Linked DNA regions of Mus musculus: region 1 is linked to region 2. A link is a contact called in public HiCAR-type data. All regions are on one chromosome and are shown on one strand. Each heading gives the region's core, a stretch centred on a gene start, on an enhancer-like site or on the middle of the called end of the contact. The rest is flanking DNA. Distances are from core to core; before and after follow the strand shown.

Evidence for each region. HiCAR-type assays count read pairs that join an accessible place to other places.
Region 1: a HiCAR-type map of fibro-adipogenic progenitors shows a contact between it and region 2, with 4 times the contacts expected there. The contact joins two enhancer-like sites. A contact is called at or near these places in 15 of 484 Hi-C or Micro-C datasets (the 3T3-L1 cell line, the MC3T3-E1 cell line, embryonic fibroblasts and 9 more), 14 of 115 datasets of contacts at active chromatin or transcription factors (T-cell acute lymphoblastic leukemia, astrocytes, double positive thymocytes and 9 more) and 3 of 9 other capture datasets (adipose tissue, liver and pancreatic islet).

What each region holds. Positions count from the first base shown.
Region 1 is chr17:12,166,895-12,169,918 of GRCm38.p6, forward strand. All of the region lies in intron 2 of Agpat4 (1-acylglycerol-3-phosphate O-acyltransferase 4 (lysophosphatidic acid acyltransferase, delta)), which reads left to right. Among named protein-coding and RNA genes, the nearest start is that of Agpat4, 49 kb to the left of the region's middle. Within about 2 kb of position 1,742, at least 80 of the 459 cell types and tissues checked have an H3K27ac peak or open chromatin away from gene starts, as enhancers often do. A contact at or near this core is called in fetal liver and fibro-adipogenic progenitors, where this site is marked.
Region 2 is chr17:12,037,800-12,040,640 of GRCm38.p6, forward strand. All of the region lies in intron 10 of Prkn (parkin RBR E3 ubiquitin protein ligase), which reads left to right. Among named protein-coding and RNA genes, the nearest start is that of Gm46604, 7.8 kb to the left of the region's middle. Within about 2 kb of position 1,577, at least 62 of the 459 cell types and tissues checked have an H3K27ac peak or open chromatin away from gene starts, as enhancers often do. A contact at or near this core is called in fetal liver and fibro-adipogenic progenitors, where this site is marked.

The DNA.
Region 1 (3,024 bases), core at 492-2,991, 130 kb after region 2:
AGAAAGGAAAACGCCAACTTAACATCACTGTTTATCACTATGGTTGCGATGCCTCAGGTGGACAATGCCCTAAACTATGGGCAGAAATAAACTCTCCCTTCCATTGATTGCTTTTGGGGGCTGGAGAGATGGCTCAGTGGTTAAGAGTAGGAGTTGCTCTTCCAAAGGTCCTGAGTTTAATTCCCCGTACCCACATGTCAGCTTACAGCTAGCTAGCTACCTGTAATTCCAACTCTAGGGGACCTGACACCCTCACACAGATACACATGTAGACAGAACACCAGTGCACTAAAAGTAAATAAGGCTTTAAGACATTAAATTGCTTTTGTCAGATATTTGTCACATGGTGAGAAACACAACTAATATAGCCGTAAATAAAACCTTTCCCCTTTGCCTGAGTCTCCCAGCCAGGGGTTGACTATTTCCCAGTACAGCTCTGTGTACCAGCCCTATGGGTAGTTACAAGTCTACAGTAATCAGGGCGAGGGTGTCTCTTAAAGTGAAGGGTATTGAACTGGTCTGAGACCTAGCCATCACATTACAGCTGATAGATGGTGATATTTAGCAGATTTACAGGTCTCAGTACAACATGGTGCTATATAAGAAGTGTGTTGGGTGGGATCAGAGGAACCCAAGGGGATACAGGGACCCCACCCTCAACCCAACTATGGCCTAGTGGGGATAGCAGTCCCCTGGCTGAGGGTCAGTGAGCATTCTAGTGTTTGAGGAGTGTGGCAGAGCTGACCACAGAGACCCTTACTGTGTGCATCAGTAGAGCAGGTGTGGAGAAGGCTGGGCCATCTTAATAGTATCCCAGGGCTATGTATCAGGTGTTGAACTGAGTACTGCTCTCTTGATAATGCCTTCATTGGGACGCTTACAATGGTCCTGGATACGTGACTATTTTGTGCAACTTCTACCTTGACAGCCAGCTGCTTAAACAGAAGGTGAACATTGTAGATCTGTGTCTCCAACTAGGGCAGACCATGATCAGTGACATGAACTACTAGAGCAAGACCCATACCTTTTACCGGGTTATCATAAGCAGGGCTAGACCTCAGGGTAAAGGAAAAGGCTTTACAACAGGGTAGTTGGCTTTGAACAGGTCCTGCTCTGAATCTTCACCTGATGCCAAACATGCTCAAACAATGGAATGACTTTGCAGTCCGTCCAGTGGACATTTAGTGAGCACCACTGTTGTCATGGACCGGCATTGTGTTTAGAAGTACTGGGCCCAGAGATGACTGTATCCATTTCTGTCTTGTGGCTATAATAGCATAAGGGGGCACGGGGAGAAGTTTGAAGAACAAGCACAATATGCGGACCGAGTCAGGAGGAGGGGAGGAAGAGGTGCAGCAAAGAGGAAGACAGACAGACAGACAGACAGACAGACAGATAGATAGTCAGAGCACTGGGTCATATACCACCTTGGGGCCAGACCTGCTGCATGTGTATCTTGGAGCTTCCACACCCGAAGCATAAGGAGCAAGAGGAAAGGATGGGTGTGTGTGTGTGTGCTGATGAAACGCAGGGTAGGAATTGGAGGAAGCAGGGCTGCAGCTGTGTGCCCTCCTGAACCCAGGAGCTGAGCTTACTGCTGAGATCCTAGGGTTGCTGCCCCAAGAGCTTCTGCCCCTTGCTTTAGTCATCTACTCATTCATTCCCACCCAACCCACAACCCCACGCTGAACTCACAGCTCTGAAAGAGACGTCGCCAACTTGTATCTGTGTCTAAACATGTCACAACCTTCTTTGTTAGGCTATGAAGGAGCCGCCTTGTCAAGTCAGGAGGGAGGGAGCCCTTGGCAGCCTCTGGAGTTTGGCTCTCCTTCAATGGCAATTTTTATTTGTTTTCTTTAATCCCTGTCAACTGGCTGCAGCACAGCAGAAAGAGGCGAGCGAGTGTGTCTGAGCCCAAACAGCTTCCAGCTCTGGGGCAGAGAACAGCTAGCGGCCCTTCGAGGGGGGAGGATGTGGAAAAGTGTTGCGTGAACAGAGGCAGATGAGGCCAGTTCACTAAGTGTGGCTGGCGGCTGGATAGGCATTGCTTATGTAGGCATCTCTACCTAGGAAGGAGAAATGGTTGTAGCTGGTGGAGTGTGCTGGGTCTTTTGGATCTGACCTACCAAACTAAGTCATGGGTTTTGTTTTGCTTTAAGTTTTGAAGCTAGGCTTTTAATTGTAGTCCAATGATGGACTCAAACATGTCACCCTCCTATCTCACCCTCCCAACTGTTGGGGTTCTAGGCATGCTCAACTACCACTTCGGGCTTGGTTTTTTTTTTTTTTTGAGTACTAGGAGAGACTATTGTGCCAGTGGTCCAAGCAAGCAGACCCCAAAAATCAGTATCCCAGGATCTACAGACTGGAATGTCTGCAAATTTAAAACACACAGTCTTAGCTTATCATAGGAATCGGAGAGGCAGACCAGCGCTCCCGCAGAGCAACCGGATCGTTAGGTGTGATGACAGAGCAAGACCTCACCAAGCCACGGCTGTTCTCCGCTCACTGGTGTGAACAGGAGCTGAGCCAGTTCAGGGGTGAAGGTGGCAGAGATGGAATGTGCTGGGAGTTCGGGGAGTTTGAGGTCCAGCCTAAATTGCCCATGGGTGTGTGTGTGTGGGGGGTGGGGGTTGGCAGACTTTCGAACACACAGAAGGGCAGAAGCCATTCACAAACTAATCAGCGTTAGAACCTTGGCAAGCAGTCGTATGTGGGAGTGGGGTCATCAGTCACCAGTTAAATAGAATAATTAGTGTCTCTTGCTAAATTGGGAAGATTCATTGTGTAATGAGCGCTAGAACTGGACTCCAGCTTGTAGAAATGAGAACTGGTTCCTTAGTCCCTTTGGAGGATTTAAATCAGTATTTACGATCACAGGAGCAGACAGGAAACAGTGTCAAGCTGGATGTAGACTTGTCTTGGTGTTGGAAACTAGTAGCTCTGTTGCCTTTATCTTGGGTCCCATCCAGCTAGGGGGAGTTAGGGGGTTGGGAGGGAGGGGGAGGGGGGAGGGGGAGGGGG
Region 2 (2,841 bases), core at 327-2,826:
CACTCCCTGGGGCCAAGCATATACACACCATCACAAGAGGATAGATGGCCCTGGGGCCCTTGCCATCCTGTATCCACGCTGTATGAGGTGGAGGCAAGGAGTTACACATTTTTCTTGGTCTGGCATGTATACCTGTTTCATTCTCAGACTTTGTTCCCAGATCAATATAATTTTTTCTTTTATTGAAAATAGATGTTTATTTCACACATCATATTCTAATTATGGTCTCCCCTACCCTACCCCTCCCAGTCCCTTCCTCGCCTCTCTCCTCCAGTCCGGATCCGAACCCTCTCTGTCTCATCTTAGAAAACAGACAGGCAGCCTGGTGGTGGTGGCACACGCCTTTAATCCCAGCACTTGGGAGGCAGAGACAGGCGGATTTCTGAGTTCAAGGCCAGCCTGGTCTACAGAGTGAGTTCCAGGACAGCCAGGACTATACAGAGAAACCCTGTCAGAAGACAGACAGGCAGGGCTGGAGAGATGGCTCAGTGGTTAAGAGCACTGACTCTTCTTCCAGAGGTCCCGAGTTCAATTCCCAGCAACCACATGGTGGCTCTCAACCATCGGTAATGGGTTCAGATGCCCTCTTCTGGTGTGTCTGAAGACAGCTACAGTGTACTTAGATATAATAATAAATAAGTCTTAAAAAAAAAAAAAGAACTCATGACCTTTGGAAGAGTAGTCAGTGCTCTTACCCACTGAGCCATCTCTCCAGCCCCCCTAACTTCATTTCTGTTGGCTCTCTACTACCGGGCATGGGGCAGCCTACCTTTAAGAGTGTTTTGTTTCCCCAGTGAGACTGCCTCAGAAAAGACGAATTTCTCATTTGTCAGTGGCCATCACTTGGAGATAGCTTCTGGGTAAGGCGTGGGAGTTTGTGTCTGCTTATCTCAGCTCTAGGGCTCATTCTGGCGCAGACCAATGCACGCTGCCCCTGTCTCTAAGTTTGTATGTGCACCACCAGCCCTACTGGGTCCCTGAAGCCCTGATTCCTTGGTGTCCTCCATCCCCTCTGGCTCCCACACTCAAGGGGAGAGATGTGATGGAGGGGTCCCTTGTAGGGCTGAGGATCCCCAGGTCTCTCACTCCGTGTATGGTCTGGCTGTGGGTCTCTGTTTGTTCCCGTCTGCTGCAGGGTAGGGGAGCATTTCTGATGATAACTAAGTAAGGTGTTGTCTGCTTCCCTGACCTGGGGGCTCGCAGGGAGTCCCTGGTATGATTTTAATACACCCATGTGCCCTAGTCTCAACTCTCCTACGGTTTTTGTACAACACGTTCCACCAATAGTAGAAAGAAAGGCTCTCATCTTCATCACCAAAAGTGCTGTTGCAAATTGCGTTGTAAAGTGTGTTTCTGGAAATCTGGAACACAGGCAGATTGTAGCACCAGTCCTCAGCCAGAAACTGTAAGTCCCCACCACCACCCTCTGATGGTTTTTTAATTCAAAATGTAGCATGCACTCATTCTTCCAAAATAATCGTGAGAACACACTGAAAATAACAAAGCTGAGCCCCACCAGTTTTGATCCGTTCAGTTCCTGAAAGGTGCTGTTCCACTGCTCACCAGCAGGGGGCGCGACACTCACAGCAGACGCCTGCAGCCTGGGAAGTTTGACTCAGCACTGGGAAGGGCTGTGCAGAGGGGAAGTTTTTGCCTCGGTGACCAGTGAGGGCCAGGCGTTGGATTACTTTGAGGAAGGTGAAATTTAAAAGCTACCGCTCACCGGAAGAGAACCTTCCTGGAGTATGCCAAGCATCTCAGTAATGCCTGGCTTTGACCCTTTTTTAGGATTAGAAGATATTTGTCCGATTTATTTTCTAACCCAGGCGGATTACAAATAAATTTTCTAAAATATGGGGAGAGCCCTTGTGTGGGTCTTCTCTACTTCTGGTAGCTTACACGCACATTAACAGCGTCTCCTAGCCGCTAATTTGAGCTGGAAAAGCCACTAATTTGCTTTTAAAAGCTTCATTGCGGGGGCTGGGGGTGGGGGGGGGGACACGACGGACGGGGACGGGGGACGAGGGAGTTGGGAGGGGCATTGATTTACCTGTATCTGTAAGAGGCCTTAAGACCTATCAAGGCCTCAACAGTCTTTACCATCACTGCAAATTCCCAGTCTTAACATCCCTGTCTCTATCTATACGCTAGAAATGAGGGTGACCATATCAACAGTACAACCAAAGGAGGAAACACAGACGAAGTCCGCAGTCCTCAGGGAGGGCTCAATCTGTGTGTGTGTCTCTCTCTCTCACTTCCTCCCAACAACAGTCACAGAGGCCAGTGGTGTTGTTATCACACTTCTGCAGGTGAGAGGAGCCCAAGGTCATTAGCAAAGGGTGAATGAAAGCCAGGCACAGGAGCTGAGGACTGGTGAGATGGCTCAGAGGTTAAGAGCACTGAATCCTCCTCCAGAGGACCTGAGTTCAAATCCCATAGCTACAGTGTAAGAAAGCAAGCAAGCCAGTCAGGCATGACCCTCCCAAGGCAGCTCCTAGCCATAACTCATGATGTAGACACTCAAATCGGCCACTGGTAGGTCCCTAGGGTTGCACAAGAAAGCATCTGTCCCTTTTTGGGTCATAAGTTGTCTTTTACATGCTGACACTCCACCTCTTTCTATACCTAGATATTTATACAAAAACCTATACCTAGGTATATAGGCACATGTAAAGAAATTTTGGTATAGAAAGGGGCATATACAGAAAGGTATATACATGAGAGAGATGTATTTATTTATTTACCATAGAAGAAATTCTATTGTTTTTTTCAGGTATAAAATATGTAAGAAAACTCGTTTCTCCCACGTTAGCTCATCTCCACTGTGTGGGCGGGGGCACA